3 separate regions of the Sus scrofa genome follow, and all the other regions are linked to region 3. Evidence: chromatin contacts called from public HiChIP or PLAC-seq data. All regions are on one chromosome and are shown on one strand. The core of a region is the stretch at or near the end of the contact, and the rest is flanking DNA. Distances in the headings are between cores, read along the strand shown.

The links. HiChIP or PLAC-seq counts read pairs in DNA pulled down with a chosen protein or histone mark.
Region 1: an H3K27ac HiChIP or PLAC-seq map of alveolar macrophages shows a contact between it and region 3. The contact joins the enhancer-like site here to the promoter of TET2 in region 3. A contact is called at or near these places in 1 of 5 promoter capture datasets (liver), 7 of 47 Hi-C or Micro-C datasets (embryonic fibroblasts, liver, psoas muscle and 2 more) and 2 of 2 datasets of contacts at active chromatin or transcription factors (alveolar macrophages and skeletal muscle).
Region 2: a contact with region 3 is called in an H3K27ac HiChIP or PLAC-seq map of alveolar macrophages. The contact joins the enhancer-like site here to the promoter of TET2 in region 3. A contact is called at or near these places in 1 of 5 promoter capture datasets (liver), 7 of 47 Hi-C or Micro-C datasets (embryonic fibroblasts, heart right ventricle, liver and 2 more) and 2 of 2 datasets of contacts at active chromatin or transcription factors (alveolar macrophages and skeletal muscle).

Annotation. Positions count from the first base shown.
Region 1 is chr8:116,471,715-116,475,366 of Sscrofa11.1, forward strand. All of the region lies in intron 2 of TET2 (methylcytosine dioxygenase TET2), which reads right to left. Among named protein-coding and RNA genes, the nearest start is that of TET2, 73 kb to the right of the region's middle. Within about 2 kb of position 2,162, at least 2 of the 83 cell types and tissues checked have an H3K27ac peak or open chromatin away from gene starts, as enhancers often do. A contact at or near this core is called in alveolar macrophages, where this site is marked.
Region 2 is chr8:116,450,389-116,453,905 of Sscrofa11.1, forward strand. TET2 (methylcytosine dioxygenase TET2) reads right to left here. Exons shown (of 11, transcript XM_013978993.2): 6 at 3,349-3,517. Among named protein-coding and RNA genes, the nearest start is that of TET2, 95 kb to the right of the region's middle. Within about 2 kb of position 2,008, at least 3 of the 83 cell types and tissues checked have an H3K27ac peak or open chromatin away from gene starts, as enhancers often do. A contact at or near this core is called in alveolar macrophages, where this site is marked.
Region 3 is chr8:116,544,731-116,548,257 of Sscrofa11.1, forward strand. It overlaps TET2 (methylcytosine dioxygenase TET2), which reads right to left and starts at 2,246. Exons shown (of 11, transcript XM_013978993.2): 1 at 1,771-2,246.

The sequences.
Region 1 (3,652 bases), core at 912-3,411, 73 kb before region 3:
GGCATATATGTGGAGAAAACTCTAATTCATAAAGGTATATGGACCCCAATGTTCACAGCAGCACTATTTACAATAGCCAAAACATGGAAGTAACTTAAATGTCCATCAACAGATGAATGGATAAAGAAGACGTGGTGTGTACATGTGTTTATGTGTACACACACATTGGAATATTACTCAGCCATAAGAGAGAATTAAATAATGCCATTTGCAGCAACATGAGTAGACCTAGAGATTACCATACTAAAGGAAGTAAGTCAGACAGAGAAATACAAATATCATATGAGATCACTTATATGTGGAATCTAAAAAAATGATATAAATGAACTTATTTACAAAATAGAAATAGACCCGCAGACACAGAAAATAAACTTATGGTTACCAAATGGGATTGTGGGGGAATAAATTGGGAGTTTGGGATTAACATATATACACTACTATATATAAAATAGGTAAACAACAAAGACCTACTGTACAGCACAAGGAACCATATTCAATATCTTGTAATAACTTATAATGGAAAAGAATCTGAAAAAGAATAGATAGCTAGATATAGATACAAACATAGATATGTATAACTGAATCATTTTGCTGCACACTTACAATATTGTAAATTAACTGTATTTCAATAAAAAATATTATAGCTAAAATTTTAAAGGAAAACAGTCAATCAATCCAAAACATATTTTCAAAAGCAAAATTTATGTCTCCAAACTACATGTTAAGCCTGAACATAAGTCTTTATATAAGCATTAAATCTAGAGACTATAAGGTGAATTAATATTTTTATTATAAAACTGACTTCTATTTCTAATTTTTTTTTTTGGTCTTTTTTTGTCTTTGTTGTTGTTGTTGTTGCTATTTCTTGGGCCGCTCCTGCGGCATATGGAGGTTCCCAGGCTAGGGGTCAAATTGGAGCTGTAGCCGCCAGCCTACGCCAGAGCCACAGCAACGCAAGATCCGAGCCGCGTCTGCAACCTACACCACAGCTCACGGCAACGCCGGATCGTTAACCCACTGAGCAAGGGCAGGGACTGAACCCGAAACCTCATGGTTCCCAGTCGGATTCATTAACCACTGCGCCACAACAGGAACTCCGTCTATTTCTAATCTTGTAAGCACTTTCAATCTTAAGAAATCTAAGATGTACTTCATATATCTAGAAGGAAAAAAAAACCGTGAACACACAGGATTGTCAAAATCTCAAAGAAGGTTCTGGCATTTCCCAAAGTGTATTAATTATACAAGTATCTCTGTACACACATGACAAGCACTTCCTTTGCTCCTTCAGTATGTTATACATGTGTATAGGTGAGGCCTTGCTCTGTTTTTCCATAATCCTCAGTAGAAACTATCTAATTCCAATGTTTGCAGTTTCGAATTTTGTTTAAAATAAGAGTATAAACACAATTTAATAATATCTAGATTATTTGAAGGAAGAGAGTCAGGAGGGGTGTCACTGAAGATTTGAGATGAAGCTTATAGACAGAAGAATTCATGTAAGATGTGGAGACAACTAACAGTTTAGAAATAAATCTGCTTACAATTTGCAATTCTAGTCAACTAGTTTCTGAACTGGTAAGACAAGCACAATCTTTTGTCATTTTTCAATTATCCACATATTTGTAAATCCTGGGGTTGTTTCTTGAAGTTGGGCTTATCCCTGGTCTCTAACTCTTACCAACCTGATATGTGCTGAGGGAAAATATCAAATGTAATTAGAAACGTAATTTGTGTATAACCGAATCACTCTGCTGTACACCGGAAACTGACGCATTGTAAATTAACTATACTTCAATTTAAAAACACAAAAAAGAGAGAAAGAAATGTAATTTGTTGCAAACAGTATTTGTTTCACATACGGTTATAAAAGCTATTCAGATTTTTCAGTTTCGGTCCCTTCTCATCACCTGAAATGGCCAACTGTAAATTAGTTATTCTTACTCGGATACACTTACTAGAATACACCTTATCCAATGCTTGACATTTTAATTTTAAAAAAGGAATTACAGAACTGTAGTTTGGGCTTGATCTCACCCATATCCTATCTGAGAATCTGTCCAGTGGAGAAGCATACCCCAGCACAAAGAGGCTGTAGAGTGGACCCTCTGTAGGCAAAGCTGAAGTGGGTGCAGTGATAGAAAAGAGGAAGAGGAGACAGACTTCCTGGCCAGCGAGCTGTGCAGTAAGAGCCCCTTCACAGCTGCTCTGAAGAACCCGGGTATGCCAAGAGAAACCCAGTACTTGGATGCCCGCACCACAGGGGGCATCCAATGGCCAGTCGATGTCAACCACCGAAACAGCAACATCTGAAGCCCTGGAGCCTTGATCAGGCCAATAAGGAGCCCCAAGCTTTTTTCTTTCTTCCTTAGTCCTGCCCATTGTCCCAGTGGCTGGTGCTTAAAAGAGATGGGACAGGGGCAGAGATACTCAGAGTGAGACTCTCCAGAGGTTAAGACTGTGTTGTGAGAAAGAGTACTGAATCAGGCTTGACTTGGGACTTTCAAGATGAACAGGAATGAGTTTCAAAGACTGGAATAAAATTGTTCTAATAGCCAGAAGATTCAGTCGCAAGTATGCAGTCAAGAAGACACCATAAGGATAGTAGGATGGGGGACACTATCATTGTTGATTTGCAGCTATAAAATGCTTTCATTTTTATTTCTTGAGGTATGGTTTTTCCAATAAGACTGTTACATAAATCCAGAACAGTTTCTAGTAATGTAAAAGAACTTTATGTAATTTCTGACAGGGTTCACAATCATGCAATGTTTTTATAAAATGGCAGAGGCAGTCATAAAAATAAAATGTTGATGTAATCATTCTTTTATTCAACAAATATTTATTGAACATATCCTATGTCTATGTGCTAGGCACTGTTCTAGCCAACAGCAGTACAACACTAAGCAAAAGAAACAGCCTGCCCTCTTGGAGGAGAGAAACAATAAACATAATAAGGAATAAATTGTATGGTACAATAAGAAGACATTGACTTCTAAAGGAAAAAAAAAAAACAGGACAGGGGACTGGGGATCAGGAGTACCAGGGAGGGTTTGAGGGTTGCTGTATTAAATACTATAGACAGAGTAAGTTTCATTGAAACAGTGAGATCTGAACACAGTCTTGGAGCCAAATTACATAAAAAAATCCAATTCACAAGATGATCTTAATTAATCAAAGGGTGAAACTGTATTATTGGATATACTGTCTCTGTCTCCAGCTCTAAAATGAAGAATGGAAAAAGAAACAAAACTACCAAGATATAGAAAATAATTATATTAGAGTCACATTGTCACATCCTCAGGGGGCTTTACAGTACTGTGAAACAAATAACACAACTGACATTTTATTAAAAAAAATAAACAAAAAACCAAAATTCCACACTAAGGATCTTTGCAACACAGGGCATTTTGGTATTTATGTACTGTACTGTACTGATGAAATCTGCTCCTTCTCAAAGGTGTTCTGTTCCCTACCACTGCCTCAGAAAGCGTGCCATCTGTGTTTCTGAGAAGTTTTATACAATCCTGAATGGCTCCACCTTCATAACAATCTAGTCCTAATCTGCTACAGTTACCATGGCAACCCAGTCTTTTTTTTTTTTTTTCCTCCCTATTTTGAAACAATCAGTGATTACTGTGGTTCCATTAAT
Region 2 (3,517 bases), core at 758-3,257, 95 kb before region 3:
ACAGAGGAATGGATTAAGAAGACGTGGTACATATCTACAATGGAATACTACTCAGCCATAAAAAATATAATGCCATTTGCAGCAACATGGATGGAACTAGAGACTCTCATACTAAGTGAAGTAAGTCAGAAGTAGAGAGACAAACACCACATGCTATTACTTATAACTGGAAACTAATATACGGCACAAATGAACCTATGTACAGAAAAGAAACAAACTCATGAACATGGAGAACAGACTTTTGGTTGCCAAGAGTGAGGGGGAGGGAGTAGGAGGGACAGGGAGTTTGGGGTTAGCAGATGCAAACTATTACATTTGGAATGGATAAGCAATGAAATTCTGCTGCATAGCCCAAGGAACAGTATTTGATCACTTGTGATGGAACGTGATGGAGGATAATGTGGAAAAAAGAATGTATATATATGTTTAACTGGGTTACTTTGCTGTACAGCAGCAATTGACAGAACATTGTAAGTCAACTATAACAAAAAATTAAAAAAAATAAAACAGAAAAAAAATTATGCTGGACAATAGGCATGAGCTAGGACCTACTCAAAGCTTCTTCTCAAAAGCATCAATCAAATGCAAGGAATGGACTTTCTTTTTCTCAATATCTTCATATATACACATATAGGGTAGAGAATTTGACCATGGTCTGAACATTAAATGATATTACAGAAACACTGTCGATTTTGAGATGATTGATAACACTGTGATTAGGTTTTCTTAAAAAAAAAAAAAAGTCCTTTATCTATTATTAGAGATACACACGGAAGTGAACAAAGGTGAGGTGATAAGTTATCTGCTTTAAAACACTGGTGGGAGTGGGTGTAGGTCGTGAGGGAGGGAGATGGAAAGTTGGTAATGGGCCCAGGGGAATTCATTATACTCACTCCTCCATTTATGTATATTTGAAACTTTTTATAATAGAATGTTTCTTTAAAAGTTTAATATCACCAGCATGGCAGGGGTATTTCTGGCTTCGACTTTTCCTATAATGACAGATACACTCCCACAACTCTGACTTGCCAAAAAGTATTGGTGAGACTTAGTCATAAAATGGAAATCTCAAAGGGAAATCTTTAAAGGGAAAACAGCTGGCTTGGCTCAAAGGAAATGTAAAATCCACTTTTGACTTTCCCACTGCAAGATGCTCTCAGAGTTCTTTTCTGGCCTCACAGTGGGTGGTTATGATGCATGTGGGCACTGGGATTTATAGTAACGCAGTCATGAGGGTCACACCACTTTGAACATTGAACTGAGTCAGCAGACCCAATGTGAGATTATCTTCCACTCTTGGCCCCAAAATCATAATTTTAACTTTTGCCAGACATAAAATTTATTTTATGGGAGAGAAGAAACTTCAAAAGCTGTATCTGAGTGAAGGAAGTCTCTCTTGCCATTGGTTAAATGTCTCTCTGAATCAGGTATCTCAAGAGTATTTTTTATTTCTCTTTTTGGAGAACTGCTCTAGGTATGAGTAGCCCAAGGCAAAAACTTCTTCTAAATAATTACTCTTCACCTTGAAATTCTAGACAAAGCAAAAATATAAAGGTTGACTTTTAAAGCGTCTTAATATTGAAGCACATCTTTTAATAGTTTTGTATTTGCTTCTTATTTACATCAGTTAAAAAATTTTTTTTGTTAGACCCTGGTCCAATCATTATTAGTGGTTTTCAAATGTAAAATAATGTACTTTGGGAGAGTTCTCAACAAAGAATTTCTGTCTATATGTCAGATTCTATTTCAGACAATGGCATTTATAGGAATCAAAGAAAAGCCTTCAAGGGAAAAAAATATCAGAGATGTATAATATTAATAATAATTAAATCAATTACAAAGAATGTACAATATACTGCATGTAACTTCAATAAATTTAAATTTAAACACATTTAAATAAAACAACAGCTGTCATCCTCACTTAAGTTCTTTAGTGGTTTAAAAGTTCTAGCCATCAAGTCTAAGGGGAAGTCTGCTTTACAAAAACAAGGCAGTGTCACTTAACTCCTAAGAAAAATGCTGCCACTGAATCAGCTCAGGGTGACTTAACTTTCATTTTCTTTCTGATTAAAGGCACATAAATACACTTTTTTTTTTTTTAAAGAAGAAACTACTTTATACCTAAAGCAGTCAGTCATAAGTTTGAGTCCTGTCTTATGAATCAGCAACTTCTCCCTCCAACATATTGTTTTGTAAAGTGGATTTATGGCACTAAGGTTACATGCTCAAAGTAACCTATCATGGAAAGCCAAGTCACACTTTCATACAGGAAAAGTACCTTTCTTAAACAGATTATTTAAAGTTGACTTGCAACTCCCTCTCCCACCTCCCAGTAACTGAGATGGAGAACCTATGTTAACAAATAGTAAAACCATACCAGTTAGAGTAATAATCAGCAATTGAACAAATTTGGTTAGCAGTGGGTTCTTAGAATGAGTAGCATAACAAGTCCATAAGCTCAGAAACTACTTTGTAGTTTGGTGGATGCAGAAGAAAGGAGACTAAAGGAAGAAGTGCAAAATTAAAATTATTTTGGTACTGACCGTGAGTAAAACAGCTATATAGGGTTTCACTGTAACACTGACTATTCCTATAGTCTTTTAATTATATTTAAAAAGTTAAGCTTTTTCCAAGTGAATAAACTGCCTGCAAGTGGATGAGGTAAAAAACCAAAAACAAACCCAAAAAACAAAAACAAAAACAAACCATACCAGCACTTGGATACATTAAAACCCTTGCTCTCCTATTCCAAAGTTTTATATTCCAGGAAAATGATGCCTATCCATAGCAACTAATTTCTTGATTATTCAATGGAAGTAATGTTGATTATTACAATGGAAATAACAAACTAGATTGAAATGAAGTCAAAATAAGTTTGTTTCTACAGCGCTTCTACAGGCCTTGTGTTTTTATGTTTGCTACATATACAGTAAAGTCCTGGACCTGGGAATCCTAAAGTTTCTCACCAAACTTATTTTCTGTTTCAGATACTGCAACATAGAAGTGGTGTCAATACTTCCTAAATGTGGTGGCCAGGCACACAAAAGAGCTGTCATTTACAGTAAGCAGACATGCAAATAATTCCAAGTGCATATAGTAAGGTTGAGTTTGTGGGTACAAATACTCAAATTTCCAGTAAGCTACTTCAAACTAATAGCTACACTCTCTGAAGGTACAAAATATCAGTAAATGAAATCACCCCAAATTATCCACATTAGGAAAAACAAGTTCCTATCACATGACTGTGAAGCGGACATTTTGATCCCTATTTGAAACAAGTAAAAACGCAGGTTTAACTGTGCCCTCAAACCTAGCACGGAAAGAGAGGAGAGGCCAGGCTTTACTTACTCTTCATTCAGGGCACACCGACGATTGGTGAGCGTGCCATATTTCCTCAGTGTTTCGGTGAGCTCGGAGTACAGTTTGTCAGCCAGAGGCAGGGGGATTCCTTCCCACACCAGGATGAGAATCACAATCACTGCAGCCTCACATGTGTGGCCAGCTCGCTCCCGCACCA
Region 3 (3,527 bases), core at 996-3,495:
AAAAGGGTCGAAGCTGCTCTGTCAGGGTTCTTCCCGGGGTGGGTGAGCATAAACCAGAGACTCCTTTGCCTTCCACGAAGGGAAGGGGGTGGGGAAGATTCCAGGGAAAAGTCGTGCCCCCCAAAGCTGAACTATTTTAGAAAGGCAAGCAGAGAAAAATCACTTTCCGGAGGATAAAAGGCCGGGAAAGCGGCCGGCCGGACTCACAAAGGTAAGTTTTCTGGGGGACGAGGACACGAGCATTAGCAGGAGAGAGAAGAGAACACTGAACTACAGGTTTAAGGGGGGGGGGGTGGAATTAAAACTATATTTGTCAGCCATGTTGAAGAGGCTCCAGTAATTTGTGAAGCTTCCCTCTTCCCTCTTGGTATTTGTGGGTGACACTGCTGGCTGGGCTCCCCCGTCCCCGCAAGCCCGAGAGAAAGCGAAGGGGAGAGGAAAGGGAGAGTTCCGCGGCATAAGAGAAGCGCTCTGACCTCGTTCTCGTCCCTCAGCCTTGCAGCAATCCAGCAGTTGCAGTCGGGTCTCCTTTCTAACAAATCCTAAAGGGCAGCCATCTTGCTTCCTTCTGCTTCTCTACGAAAGCAGCCTAGCCTCCGCATCAATATTCATAAGGCAGTTTGACGTCTGTTCTCATCACTCGGCTGGGCCGGCGTCTCGGGGCGGCCGCTGCGAGGGGGCGGACGTGACTCGCATGCGAGCCGGGCCAGGGCGCGCGGCGCTCGCGAGGAGGCGGCGGGGCCGCCCGAGCTCTCGCCGCTGCCGCCGCTCTCCTCCTCCTCCTCCGCCTCCTCCTCCTCCTCCGCCCCGCTTCCTCCTCCTCCTCCTTCTCCGCCGGGCCGCCTCCTCCCCCTCCGCCGGGCCGCCGCCTCCTCCGCCCTGGCCTCTGTCGCCGCCCCGGGGCCCTCGGCCCCGGCTCCCGGGAATCGGCCCCCGGCCCCGCGGCTCCCCGCACAAAAGCCGGCGGCACCTGGAGCCGAACGTGGGGGCGCGCGGTCGAGGCCGGGACTGGGGAGCGAGCCGGCGAAGCGCTGCGCTCTGAGGAGCGCGCGGGCTCCAGGGAACGTCCGGCCTCCGGACGACGCCGCCGTCAGACCCGGGGTTCCCCGGGGACCCTCGGATAGGTCTCTACCCGGGTGAAGGCTCCAGGCAGGCGCAAAGGGGGAGGCGGCATGTGTCCCTGGCACGAGGATGCAAGACCCTAGCTTAACCTTTGAAACTTTTTGTTGGTGCCGTTCCCCTCCGCCCCCTTAGACTAGGTGCACACCCCCCTGCTGCCTGGCACCCTCCCTGACTCCCACCTCCTGGCAGGTATGCCCTCACGCACCCCAGCGCGCACCCAGGTCTGCCCGCTCGAGCCCGCACCCCACCCCCTGGTAGGTCCACCAGCCCCTCTTCGCCCCCGCTTTGGCATCCTCTCTACACAGTCCCTTTAATCTCGCTCAGCAGAAGCACTCCCGAGTTTCTTCGAGGGCATGCCCTTAGTGCTTTAGGGGTCTGTAGTTTTAAAGACTCGACAAATTAGGAAATTGACCGAGGCCCGCTTCTCCCCGCCCCGGCCCACCTTCTGTTTACTTTGGCCACGTGGGCTGGGAAGGATTCACGCAGATCCAAGAGGGCTTTCTAAGCAGCGACTATCTACATCTCGCTTGATTCAGTTTGTAAGAAATAAACCTGCACTTTCAAGTGCTTAAGAGCATCTATTTTGGAAAAAGAAAAAATTCAGTCTCATAATTAAGAAATGAAGAAATCGACCCATAAACAACTAACCTCCAAAAGGCGATCACTCGATTTCTCCTGACGTTCGTAGTCTACAACTGCTCGCATTCATTGACAGTTTTTCTTTTCTATCGCCTAGTCGTTTTTACTTCTCTTTTAATGCTTTTCCGCACAATCATATGTTTAATGTGACGATGAGACAAAGAACAAAGCCCACGTGAATCGTTATATCAGTTTTTGAGATTTGCTCTCTACCTTTAAGAAGTTCTCACTTTTATCAAATTTCAAATACATATTTGGGGCACATCTTTTACGGGATCGCTACATTGTGATCATGATACTCTTAAGTCAACACACGTTATTCTGTGTCGTTCACTTTTTTGTCCATAATTTTTTTTAGAAGTGAAGTCTTTCTCTAATTTTAGGAAATTAGAATATTTCCTCTTTGAAAAGGGCTGGAAAAAAAGGAACTCTAATGTGTTATGTTGTTACGAGAAAAGTGTTTAAAGTAGGTTCTAGTGAAACATTGTTTATTCCATTTTGAGACAAATTGACTTAGATTTTTGATTTCGCACTAGTCTAAGCAAAACTGTTTGTTTCCCTAAGCATGTAAAATGAATTTCTGTCTTTTCTAACTGCACACTAATACGTCATTGAAGTCTTGGCAACTGCTAGGAGGCTTTAAACTGTTTAGGAGGTGCCTTGTAATTTGTTTTTCAAGTTCAAAAAGTAAAGTTTTCAAAGACTATGATGTACATTCGTATAGTGCATGGTACAGCAGAATTGGGACCACGTGGACTTTGGAGTCTGACAGACCTAGATGAATCTTGACTCCACCCCTTACTAAATGTGTGACCTTGAACATTCTACTTAGCTGTTTTGTGTATCAGTTTCCTCATCTGTTAAACACCCTCTGAAACAGTGTGGTTGTGAGGATTAAATAAAACAACTGGTAAGTGCCCAGGTAGTTATTACTATTACCAATCATAAGCCATCTATTTTCAGGGGTTTTCCTTGATTCACTAGCAGTATACAAGTAATTATATCATTGTCTTCTTAAAGTACATGTAGCAAATATTGTATTCACGTGTGTTTGATAGAAACACCTACGTGTTCCCTTAGCTATTTACAAGATAATTGGGAAAATGATGCTTAAGCTCACTCCCTTCTCATTTCATCTTTTAGACCCTTCTTTCTGTTGTAACAGGTAGTTCCCATATAGCTGGAATCACACTTGGCTAGCAGTTGATTTTGCAACAGGCCCTGAACCTTTTCTTGCCAACTTCTTTCTCTGAACCTCCACCCCACCCTTAACCACCATGACATCTGCTAATTTAAAAGAAAATGCATTACTCCTGTTGGTTATTGTGACTTTTCCACAGCAAAATAAATAAATAAAATTCTAATAGTCTCCAAGTGTAAAACATTTTAGTGAAATTATATATTTTTGATTTTTAAAAAGTTCTTTCTTAGTTGCTATTTCTGGGAAAGAAAAGCTGTAGTTGCACATGATCAGTTGTTTGCTGCACTTCAGTGCACATTTGGATGGGTAATTCAGAGCCAGCTTTTATTTTGTGCATTCTAGAGATTCCTCCTCCTATAGGTGTGGATAATCTATTTTTAAAAGATAATTTGTTGTTTTAACAACAGTAAATTGTTACCAAATTCCTTACCACTTTTCCTCCAACTAGAAAGACCAGTACTGCTCCTACACAGAAAAATCTTTGCTTTCTTATTGGGGGTGAAGGGCGGGGGGAGACAAATAGAACAGGTTCCACGACATGCTATTTTGTGTTAGAAATTTGACT